2 separate regions of the Mus musculus genome follow, and region 1 is linked to region 2. A link is a contact called in public HiChIP or PLAC-seq data. All regions are on one chromosome and are shown on one strand. The core of a region is the stretch at or near the end of the contact, and the rest is flanking DNA. Distances in the headings are between cores, read along the strand shown.

Region 1 (4,534 bases), core at 797-3,296, 90 kb before region 2:
GGGGGGGCAAAATCTGCAGCTCTTTGTTTTCCTGTGATCATTTCTAATCCCCTGTCACCCAGAAGATCCAGGGGGACAGCTAGAGTTGTACTTCATACAAGGATCCTCATCCCACTTAATCCTGCTGCCTGGCCCTGCTAGGGCTGAGGACTGTGACCTACATGGTCCTGGGAGGGGCCAGCACAGCACAGGAGGATGTGGCCCCTCCCAGACAGAACAGCCTCCCATGCTCTCTCTGGGGGAGGGAGGTGTGGAGCACAGGACCCACACAGATGGGGATGCTGCCCAAACTCACCTGCCTCTCGTTGTGTTTGCCGTGAATCTCCACAAAATCCTCCAGTACCTTCACGGTGAGGTCCTCAGGAGAGAAGTGCTTCACGTCCAAGAAGATGACAAACTTGTCCCGGTCAGATCGGACCTGAAACCCAAACCCACGTTTGGAGCTCCCCAAAGGACCACCAGCTCCAGAGACAAAGGATGGGGGAACAGCTGTATGGTCCCTGATGGGCTGGATCACATAGGACAAGGAAGAGCTCAGCCATCAGAACCAACCGTCACTCCTCTGCTTCCTCAAGCCAAGAAAGCTGGTGTGTCCTGGGGCTGGGACTGTCACCTGGCCCCACAGGTAAGATCCACATTGACCTCCAGACCCAAGGACTGGGCAGTGCCGATTCATTGCTGGGTATACTGGGTCAGACAACTGATTATAGATTAAGCTAACTGGTTATAGATTAGAGGGTTGGGTAGAGTAGAATGGTTGAATGGTCAGTGAGTGCCTTGGCTGATTAGAGTCCAGGTTATGGCTTATGACTTAGCATAAGCTGCCTGGTCGTCAGCAAAATGCTAGTTACAGGTTGGCCGGTTGCTTGATTATGGTCTAGTGACCGGTTATGGTTTGGATGGCTCTTAACAGATTAAGCAGCTGGTTGATTAAAGGTAGCTGGTTGGTTATGGTTGATTATGGGTGGCGGGTTCATTAAGGATCATTTGCCTGGCTAATTGGGAACTGGCTAGCTGGTGGGACTAAAGTCTGTGGTGTATCCATAGCTCCAGGAGCCTACCTCACCTGTCCATATTACCAACAGTTCCACAGTACTACTAGCTGCTAACACAAAGCCTTTCCCACCCCTCTCTTCCTGCCCTGGCTAGAGCCTGCATTTGGGCAATTTGCTTCCTAGAGTTGCAGCTGGATCCGCTCTGGGAGCCTTCTTTTGAAGCAAAGGGAGGCAGCTCTTCTAGAACTGTGGCTCACTTGGGTAGGGAGGGATGTGGCCTTTCTTCAGTCATCAGGGAAGCTAGAAAGGAGCCCCATCTGCAGCTTTGCCAGCTACAGAAGGTTCTGCCCTGCTGTAAGAAAGCCCGTCCTCTCTGGGCTTCAGGACATCCCAACCCCCACACCAAGAACAGAAAGTCCAGGGAGTGGCCGGTCAAGCACGCTTGCCTTCGCCATGTAACTTGCCTTGACGGGGTTGTTCTTGGGGTTTCCAGCATGTGGTTGGTGCATTACAAACCACATATGGGTCATGAGCTGATGGGAGGAAAAGACAGCAGTCGGGCTCGGGCTGGTTGGTCTCCTCCTCCGACCCCAATCCCGGTGATGTGGGTGGCTTCAGCATAGGCATGTGGGTGCACACCCAACCTCTGCCGGGTACGAGGCTGGGAGAGGCTGGGACATTGCTTGAGGAGAGCACAGGGTCATAGTGCCCCTCGAGGATCCCTAGCTGTCCTCTAGACAAGACCAAGACCCCTCTGAGCAGCTAGGAGGAACCAGTGTGGTTGCATCTTACCTCAGAGATGCCCGAGTCCAGCACAGTGCGGAAGAGGGACTGGCGGTAGTAGGGGCTGATGGTGGAAGACAGGAAGGGCAGCAGGTCGTACTCAAAAAGGCCCTCGCCGAAGAACTGGTCGAACAGTCGGCTGGGGTAGAAGGGCCCCAGGGCACGCTTGAACCAAGGATGCTGAATGGTGACGTCCATCTTCTATTTGGTGATGCAGGGACCGAAGGCTGGCAGTGAGTCAGACAGGAGCCTCTGGGCAGTGCGGTGGTGAGCTAGCGTTCCAGCCCTCCCTATATATGCCTGCACAGAATGGAGGAATTAAGGGATTTCCCAAAATGTCTATGCTCAGCTCGGGGGAGAGGCTGCACCGTCAGCAGCTGGAATGCTCACCCGCCTGCCCAGCCCCAGCAACACACGCTGAGCAGCAGAGGCTCTCAGACCAGATGTCTCCAAGAAGGTCTGTGGAGAGCCTTATCCTTTGAGCCAAGGGACATCACTGTTTCTTCCCACATTGTACTGAGGCACCCTCCTGGCCTCCTTTGGAGGAAGAATTCAGAGCCCTGTTTCACAGGTGGGGAGAGGTAGGCACAGATTAGCAGGCCATCTGCAGAGCTCCGAAACCTCCAGAGATCTTGAAACCGCCAACGAAAGCGTTGTGTTCAAAGCAGAACATCCTTTGGTTTTGTTTGTTTGTTGTTTGTTTGTTTCTGTTTTCCTCACTCAGAACAAACATTACACAGCTCACAGCGTTTCAAGGCAGACAGAAGACAATGAAGAAACCGGCCAAATCCTGCTCCAGTCCCTGCCGGTCGCAGGGGATCTGTGTGCTGGATGTGGTTCTGGTCTTTCCTCTGTGCGGGTCACCCTGCGCTCACCTCCCTCTGGCCACCATCCTCAGCAAAGCCTCAGGTCTTCCCGACATGACTTCACCACGGGTGTTATTAAACCAGCTGCTTCTGCCCAGTCCTGTGAATGGTTATAGGCGAGTCTGGAGAGGACTCTGCTCCTCAGCCGGGACTCTCATCCGGGTATCACCAGGTAAAAGACATCCCTGAACTCCAGCTGTGTGTGGCATTGGCAGACGTGATGAAATTGTCTGAGGACCTCAAAGACCTTTGACTTGAAAACTTGTCATCCCAGAGGAGAGGTTTCCTGGCGTTCCAGAAACTACCGCCAGCTAAGATGCACATGACAAACGCTTCAGGAAGCAATGAGCACCCCACGGTGTGCCCCCGCCCTAGTACTTGTTAACTACAACTTAGCAGCTCTTCAGACCACACTAGGAGACAGGTCCCAACATCACCCAGTGGGAGTCTCTTCAGCTACCACGGCTAGCAGAGTGATGATCTTTGAGGCAAAACAGCAGCTCAGTTCAACATGACTAAGTAGCTGACGGCGGTTCAAACTTCAGGAGTCTGACCCAGAGTGGCTTATTTTAGACATATTCAAGCACATCACAATTTGGTGACATTTTCTGGAGATAATGAATTCACTCTCGTGCACACGATAAAGCACACATAAATAATCTCTCTGAGGAGCAAAGCAACTTAAATACAGATCAGACATGACCACATCAATAGTCTTTGTAAAGTATGTAGGACAGGACTGGAGAGATGGCTCAGTGGTTAAGAGCACTGACTGCTCTCCCAGAGGTCCTGAGTTCAATTCCCAGCAACCACATGGTGGCTCACATCTGTAATGGTTGTGATGCCTTCTTCTGGTGTGTCTGAGAACAGCAACAGCGTACTCATATACATAAAATATAGTAAATCTTTTTTTAAAGTATGTATAACACCTTCCATAATGATGAGGTCTATAGATTGATTTAGAAAGAAGTTTATGATAAGGGTCTGGGGAAGGGTCTAGTGTGGTTTCCAGCCACACAGATGCCGCAAAGGTCACCAGGCTGGAGTATACATCTGATCCCAGCCTTCTGCTTTCCCTTGAAGGAACCCTGGATGCTAAAACTCCAGGTTCCCTTGGTGCTTATCTGTGAGCACAGGCACCTCTAAGTCTCCTACGTCCCTCCGATGTACAAACCAAGAAAGTGGGGCTTAGGAAGGCTGAACCGTATGACCATATCACTCCACTTGGAAGACGGGAAGGGCATCCAAGGCAGAGGGCCCTGCTGCATTGCACTGGGCTCAACATCTAGGCAATGGCAAGAGGTGAATAGAGAGAGGTACCTTACTATGTAGAGGGCCCTAGTTTGTAAGATGAGAAGGGCTAATCCAATGGAAGAGTACTGGCTATGTCCTCCATAGAGAGGCTAAGTCACACCAGGTCCATGATCATGGCTATGAGGAACTGTTCTAGAACTTGAGAAAAGAAAGGCAGTAGTGTTCATTTACAATCAGGCATTTGGAGTTCAGCAAGATGGATCAGCAGGCAGAGGAGCTTGCAGCACAACCCATTTCTGACGCACGTAAGGGTGGAAGGAAAAAACAGATTCCACAAAGTGAGCTCTAATCTCTGTACAAGGTGGTCATACATATATGCATAAATACTAATACTAATAATAGTAATAATAATAATTATAAAACCAACCAAACAAAATAAACCTATGAACTCTAGCCTTTGAGGCCTGGTAGCTACTCCAGAAGCTGAGATAGAAGGATCTCAAGTTCAGAGTCAACCTTGGCTAGGGTAAACTCAAGGTTACACCAAGCAGCCCGAGCAGCTTAGTGAACAGTCTCAAAAGTAAAGCAAGGGAGGCCTGGGGATGCAGCTCAGTTGGCAGAGCACTTGCCTTGCAT
Region 2 (5,143 bases), core at 1,210-3,709:
CAATCACAAAAAGTAGAATCGAAGCATGGACATTACTCACTAGGTTGTCAGTTTCCGGATCTTCACAGAAGAAGGGTTTCCCATCCTTTTCTTGCTTCCTGACAAAGTTCTCAATGTCCACATCGAAGCTGGCAGACGTCGTGCCTTCTGAGCCCTGTGTGGACTGCTCACACTTCTCAAACAACAAAGCTAGCAACGGAAATAGTGGATGCCTGTGGGGAAACACAGCGAGGGTGTGCCACATCTCTCCAGAACACTCTGGGATGTGTGCACCAATGGGCCTCTCCCCACTCTGACACGGGGGTCCTTTATTCAGTCAGGTTGGCTTCTAATTCAAGGCTCTCCTGCCTCAGCCTCAAGTCCCTGGAGTTACAGATATGCATTGTCTGGCCTGTATGAATGGTTTTTGCCCGTTACTTATTTCTATATATTCTTTTAAATTTTTATTCCGTGTGTGTGTGTGTGTGTGTGTGTGTGTGTGTGTGTGTGTATACACTATGTACATGCCTGGTACCCATGGAGGCCAGGAGAGAGTAGCAGATCTCTCGGGTCCTCTGGAAGAACAGCCCATCTCCACCCTACTGAGCCATCTCTCTTAACCCATCCGTTACTTGTTGTTACTTGTTTTTTAATTTGTTTATGGTATGGCTACTCTGAGTGGAAACGAAATATTTTTAATTGGGTTAGTTCTACACTATATGAAAATATTTTTTCAAAACTCCTAATCTTTTTTTTTTTGGTTGTTTTTGTTTTTCAAGACAGTGTTTTTCTATGTATCCCTGGCTGTCCTGGAACTCACTCTGTAGACCAGGCTGTAGACTCAGAAATCCGCCTGCCTCTGCCTCCCAAGTACTGCCACCACGCCCAGCCTAAAACTCCTAATCTTTTCATTAATTTTTTTCTTGTTATTTGTTCTATGTTCTATTTGTCTCATTACATAGTCCAGGCTGGCCTTGATTCTTACTCCTGTAGTCCCAGCCTTCCAAGGCCTGGGATTAGAGCACAGACTATACCGTGCCTGGATTCCAATCTTTATTGTGAACTACCCAACAATAAAATGGGTCGTTTTGGTGCTTACATCCTTCCATGTGTGTCTAGCCATCCCTACAAACAGGACACAGAGCAGCTCCAGGACTCCCAGTCCTTCCTGCTGTCCCTTTGAGCACCACGCTGGAAGCCCTGGTCCCAGCAGGGGTTACCATCATCAAGTTTTCTCTTGGTGTAATGGAAAAGCAATTATGCAAAATGCAAGCCTTTGGAGAAGGGCTTCCGATAGCTGGGGCTCATGTGAACACGTGTGTGCAGCCACATGCCTTCCTTTCAGTGGGCCCAGGCTGTTTCTAGTGTGAAGATCAAGAGTGAAGCTTCTAACACACTGTGCTGTGTACAGCTAGCTATACATCTACATACCTGTGCTCACAGTGTCACAGTGCACTACTGTCAAAGGGAGGAAGCACGGCCAGGTGCGTGGCACACTTGGGAGGCAGAGGCAGGAGGATCGTTGTGAGTTCAAGGCCAGCTTTATCTATGTAGTGAGTTCCAGAACAGGCCAGGCCTACAGAGAGATCCTAACTCAAAAAGTATGAGGCAACCTAAACCCAAGTGCTCAAGTATCTGCTGATAGACAAATGTAGTATATAAACAGTGGAATAGTGGTTCAGCCTCAAAGAGGAAGAAAGTCCCAGCAGACTCTATATTACAGTCCTGTTTAAAACATTTGATGTGAAGGGAGCCAGTCAAGAAAAGATACTACATAACTGAAGTGAGTGCTCTCTCAGGAGATACCTGAGGAGTTGAGGTCAAGAGAACAAAACGACAGTTTCTACAACTGCGCAGCTATGTGAAGGTCAGAGGACAAAACTGTGGCGTTCTCCTCACTCTCTGTGGGTTCGGAGTCAAGCTCAGGTCATCTCATTTGCATGGTAAGTGCTTGCCTTGCTGAGCCAGCTCTACCCCACTTTCCCTCTTAGAGTCTTATTATGTAGTCCAGACTGGTCTGGAACTGCCTCTCCCCAGTGCTGAGATTCTAAATGTGCACCACCATGATTTGCCTGAAGATTTCCTGAAAGGTTACCCAAATTCAGGTTTATATTATTATTCTTTTATTATTAGAAGTACCATCTCAACCTGGAAAGTGTCAGTCTAGATCCCAGCTCTGACTTCCACTTCACACGTGTGCATCCTCTCTAGTCCTCTGAAAACCACACAGTCCACACCCAGGCACTACCTATAAATGGCCTGCTTGTCGGCATCCATTGGGGTCTGAGACTCGATGGGAGGAGGACTCACTCCTTCTGCATCTGGGTCAGAGCAGTTGGGATCTTGCTCTGTTTTTAACTCCGTGACCACCTGCATCTGTAAAAGACGAAGTTCTGTTACAGAATACATAAACAGTGCTGCTAACACTGAACTGGACGATTACAGAACTGCCAATAACAACACACCACCAAGAGCAGCAACCCTTGGACTCTTTCTCGAATGTCTAAGAGCAGACAGCACAAAGGGCACGTGTATTAGGAAGTGAGAGGACTTGGAAGCTGTCAGTGTGCATGGCTGACAGGCACTACACAGTAGAAGCTGACTCTTCTAGCCACACAGCTCCCAGTGAGTGACTTGGCGAGAGGGTGAACAGCAGGTCTGTTCTTCTTATATTCATATACAAAACACTCAGGTTCAAGTTCTCCCACACGGAACCCTGTGCCATTATGCAAATGTGAACATGGGCTGGGGATATAGGTCATGTGCAACTTCCTTCCTAGCTCTGACCCCCAGCATACACTCACGTACACACACACACACACACACACACACACACACACACACACACACATGCGCGGTGTGATAGGTGGTTGTGAACCATAGTGTGAGGTTCTAGGAAGCAAACTTCAGCCCTCTGTAAGAACAGTATGAGCTCCTAACCAGTGAGCCATCTCTTCTACCCCAACATACAATTTTAAACAAAGGGCACTTTATCTAGAAAGTAAAGGCCAGCTGTGTTTACTAGGTTGTAACATTTTCACTGTGGTAAATAAGCTATGTACCTGCCTCTTAGATAAAATGTATTTAAGTCCTTAATGAAATATTGGTTACCCCTCCCCCCGAAACTTACTGACATAAGAGTCAAACTGTCCTTAGAGGCCACCCTGTCTCCACACATCCTGAAGGAGCACCAGCCAGGAGCCCCACCCCCAATGCTGTCCCCCAGAATGCTCTCCAGCAGTCCAGAAGGACATCCATCCTGTTGCCTTTAGAGATGGCACAACATACTTGGAGAATTCTCTCTTTTTTTTTTTTTACTTTCAAAAAACAAGGCAACCTGGGGGCTAGAGAGCGAAGAACACTCGCTGGCTATTCTTCCACAGAACCTGCTTTTGGTTCCTAAGCACCCCCAGGGCTCCCAAGCACCTGTTAACTACAGTTCTAGGGGACCCAACACCCACTTCTGGCCTCTGAGGGTTCCTCCACAGGTATGGAACATATCAACTCACACAGGCTCACACACATACATATTCTTAAAATAATAATGAAGCAACTAGCCAGACAAGGTGGCTCACACTTTTAATCCCAGCACTCAAGGGCAGAGGCAGGTGGATTACTGTGAGTTTAAGGCCAGCCTGGTCTACACAGTGAACACCAGGCAAGCCAGGGCTATTCAGTGAGATATGACCTCAGAAAATTAAATAAACAAATATGCAATGAAAGCCTAAACAAACACAATCCTTTTAAAGATGGCCTGATGGTGTGTATAAAAAAAAAATCACAGGGGCTGGAGAGCTGGCTCAGAAGCTAAAAAAAATACTGACTGATCTTCCAAAGGACTAGCGTTCAATTCCCAGCACCCACATGGCAGTTCACAACTGCCTGTAACTCTAAGATCTGACATTCTCACGCAGACATACATGCAGACAAAACACCAATGCACATAAAATAAATACAACACTTAAAAAAAAAAAAAAAAAAAAAAGCATTCAGGCAGAGGCAGGTGGATTTCTGAGTTCGAGGCCAGCCTGGTCTACAGAGTAAGTTCCAGGACAGCCAGGGCTATACAGAGAAACCCTGTCTCGGGGAAAAAAAGAAAAAGAAAAAAAATGTTAAAAAAAAAAAAAGCATTCCAGGATGGTGTGACTGTCCACATGGGGGAGGGACATGGAGTGTCCCTGAAAGAGCACCTGGCCCTACTGCAGGAGGCTGCCACCATTCTGTCTGGTATAGGATATACACAGAAGACAGGTGGAAGACTAGTCTGAACAAAGACCTAAAGGACAAGGCGGGAGGGTGGGCAGCTGGAGCAGCCAGAGGCAGAGCCTCTAGGCAGAGATTCCTGATAGTCTGGAGATGAAAGGTGGCCTAATGGTCTAGCATGCGTGCTAGGGCAGTTTGGATCTTGCCTGACAAGCATTTCAGGCCTCAGGGAAGAGATATATTATTAGATTTGCATTATTTAAAAAAAAAAAAAAAAAAAAAACAGCCTCCCCGTGCTGGGTGTGGTAGCACATACCAGTAATTCAGCTCTGGAGGTCAGGAGGCAGGAGGGCAGGAGTTAAAAGTCATCCTCCGAGACCAGGAAGGTTAGAGGCCAGCCTGAGGCTCCGGTCTGCAAACAACAAAACAGCAAAAGAAGAGGGAAGTGTTTTGGGGGGGGGGGGGTGTGAAGGAAGGAAGGGAAGGGGAGGTGAAGGAAAAGAAAAAGGCCTAAGGCAGACTCAAAATAGTAAAAAACACTAAACAAAACCTACTATCTGCAAGCAGACAGAAGTGGTGCAAAACTGGTCATCAAGGAAAGGGGGGCAGAGCTTGCCTCCGCTCCCACACACCCTTGACAGACTCCCCTGGTCTCCCTCAAATCCTCAGGCTGGGACAAGAGAGGCCAGGTGGTAGTCCTTCTCTGCCTACTCTGCCAAGTAGGCACACAACAGCCCAACTGAGACCAGCCAGGGAGCACTCAGCAGGACCCCTGGTGTAAGGAGGGGCGGGGCCAGTAAGTCAGCTGAGCTTCGGCTCCTCAATCGCCATGGGTGCACACACTGCACTGGACAACAATGAAAAACACTGGACAGCCTCAGTGAGCAGACCATCAACTAGTCTCCCTCATCAAAACACAACAGTCAGCCGGGCGTGGTGACGCACGCCTTTGATCCCAGCA

What was found. HiChIP or PLAC-seq counts read pairs in DNA pulled down with a chosen protein or histone mark.
Region 1: a contact with region 2 is called in an H3K27ac HiChIP or PLAC-seq map of embryonic stem cells, with 8 read pairs. The contact joins the promoter of Cryaa here to the enhancer-like site in region 2. A contact is called at or near these places in 10 of 39 promoter capture datasets (the 3T3-L1 cell line, the HPC-7 cell line, embryonic stem cells and 3 more), 10 of 484 Hi-C or Micro-C datasets (the AML12 cell line, the HL-1 cell line, embryonic stem cells and 3 more), 3 of 115 datasets of contacts at active chromatin or transcription factors (all in embryonic stem cells) and 3 of 9 other capture datasets (adipose tissue, liver and pancreatic islet).

What each region holds. Positions count from the first base shown.
Region 1 is chr17:31,675,443-31,679,976 of GRCm38.p6, reverse strand. It overlaps Cryaa (crystallin, alpha A), which reads right to left and starts at 2,046. Exons shown (of 3, transcript NM_001278570.1): 1 at 1,788-2,046; 2 at 296-418. The coding sequence starts at 1,976.
Region 2 is chr17:31,585,672-31,590,814 of GRCm38.p6, reverse strand. It overlaps Pknox1 (Pbx/knotted 1 homeobox), which reads right to left. Exons shown (of 11, transcript NM_016670.3): 3 at 2,228-2,355; 4 at 41-212. Among named protein-coding and RNA genes, the nearest start is that of Pknox1, 23 kb to the right of the region's middle. Within about 2 kb of position 2,459, at least 10 of the 459 cell types and tissues checked have an H3K27ac peak or open chromatin away from gene starts, as enhancers often do. A contact at or near this core is called in embryonic stem cells and liver, where this site is marked.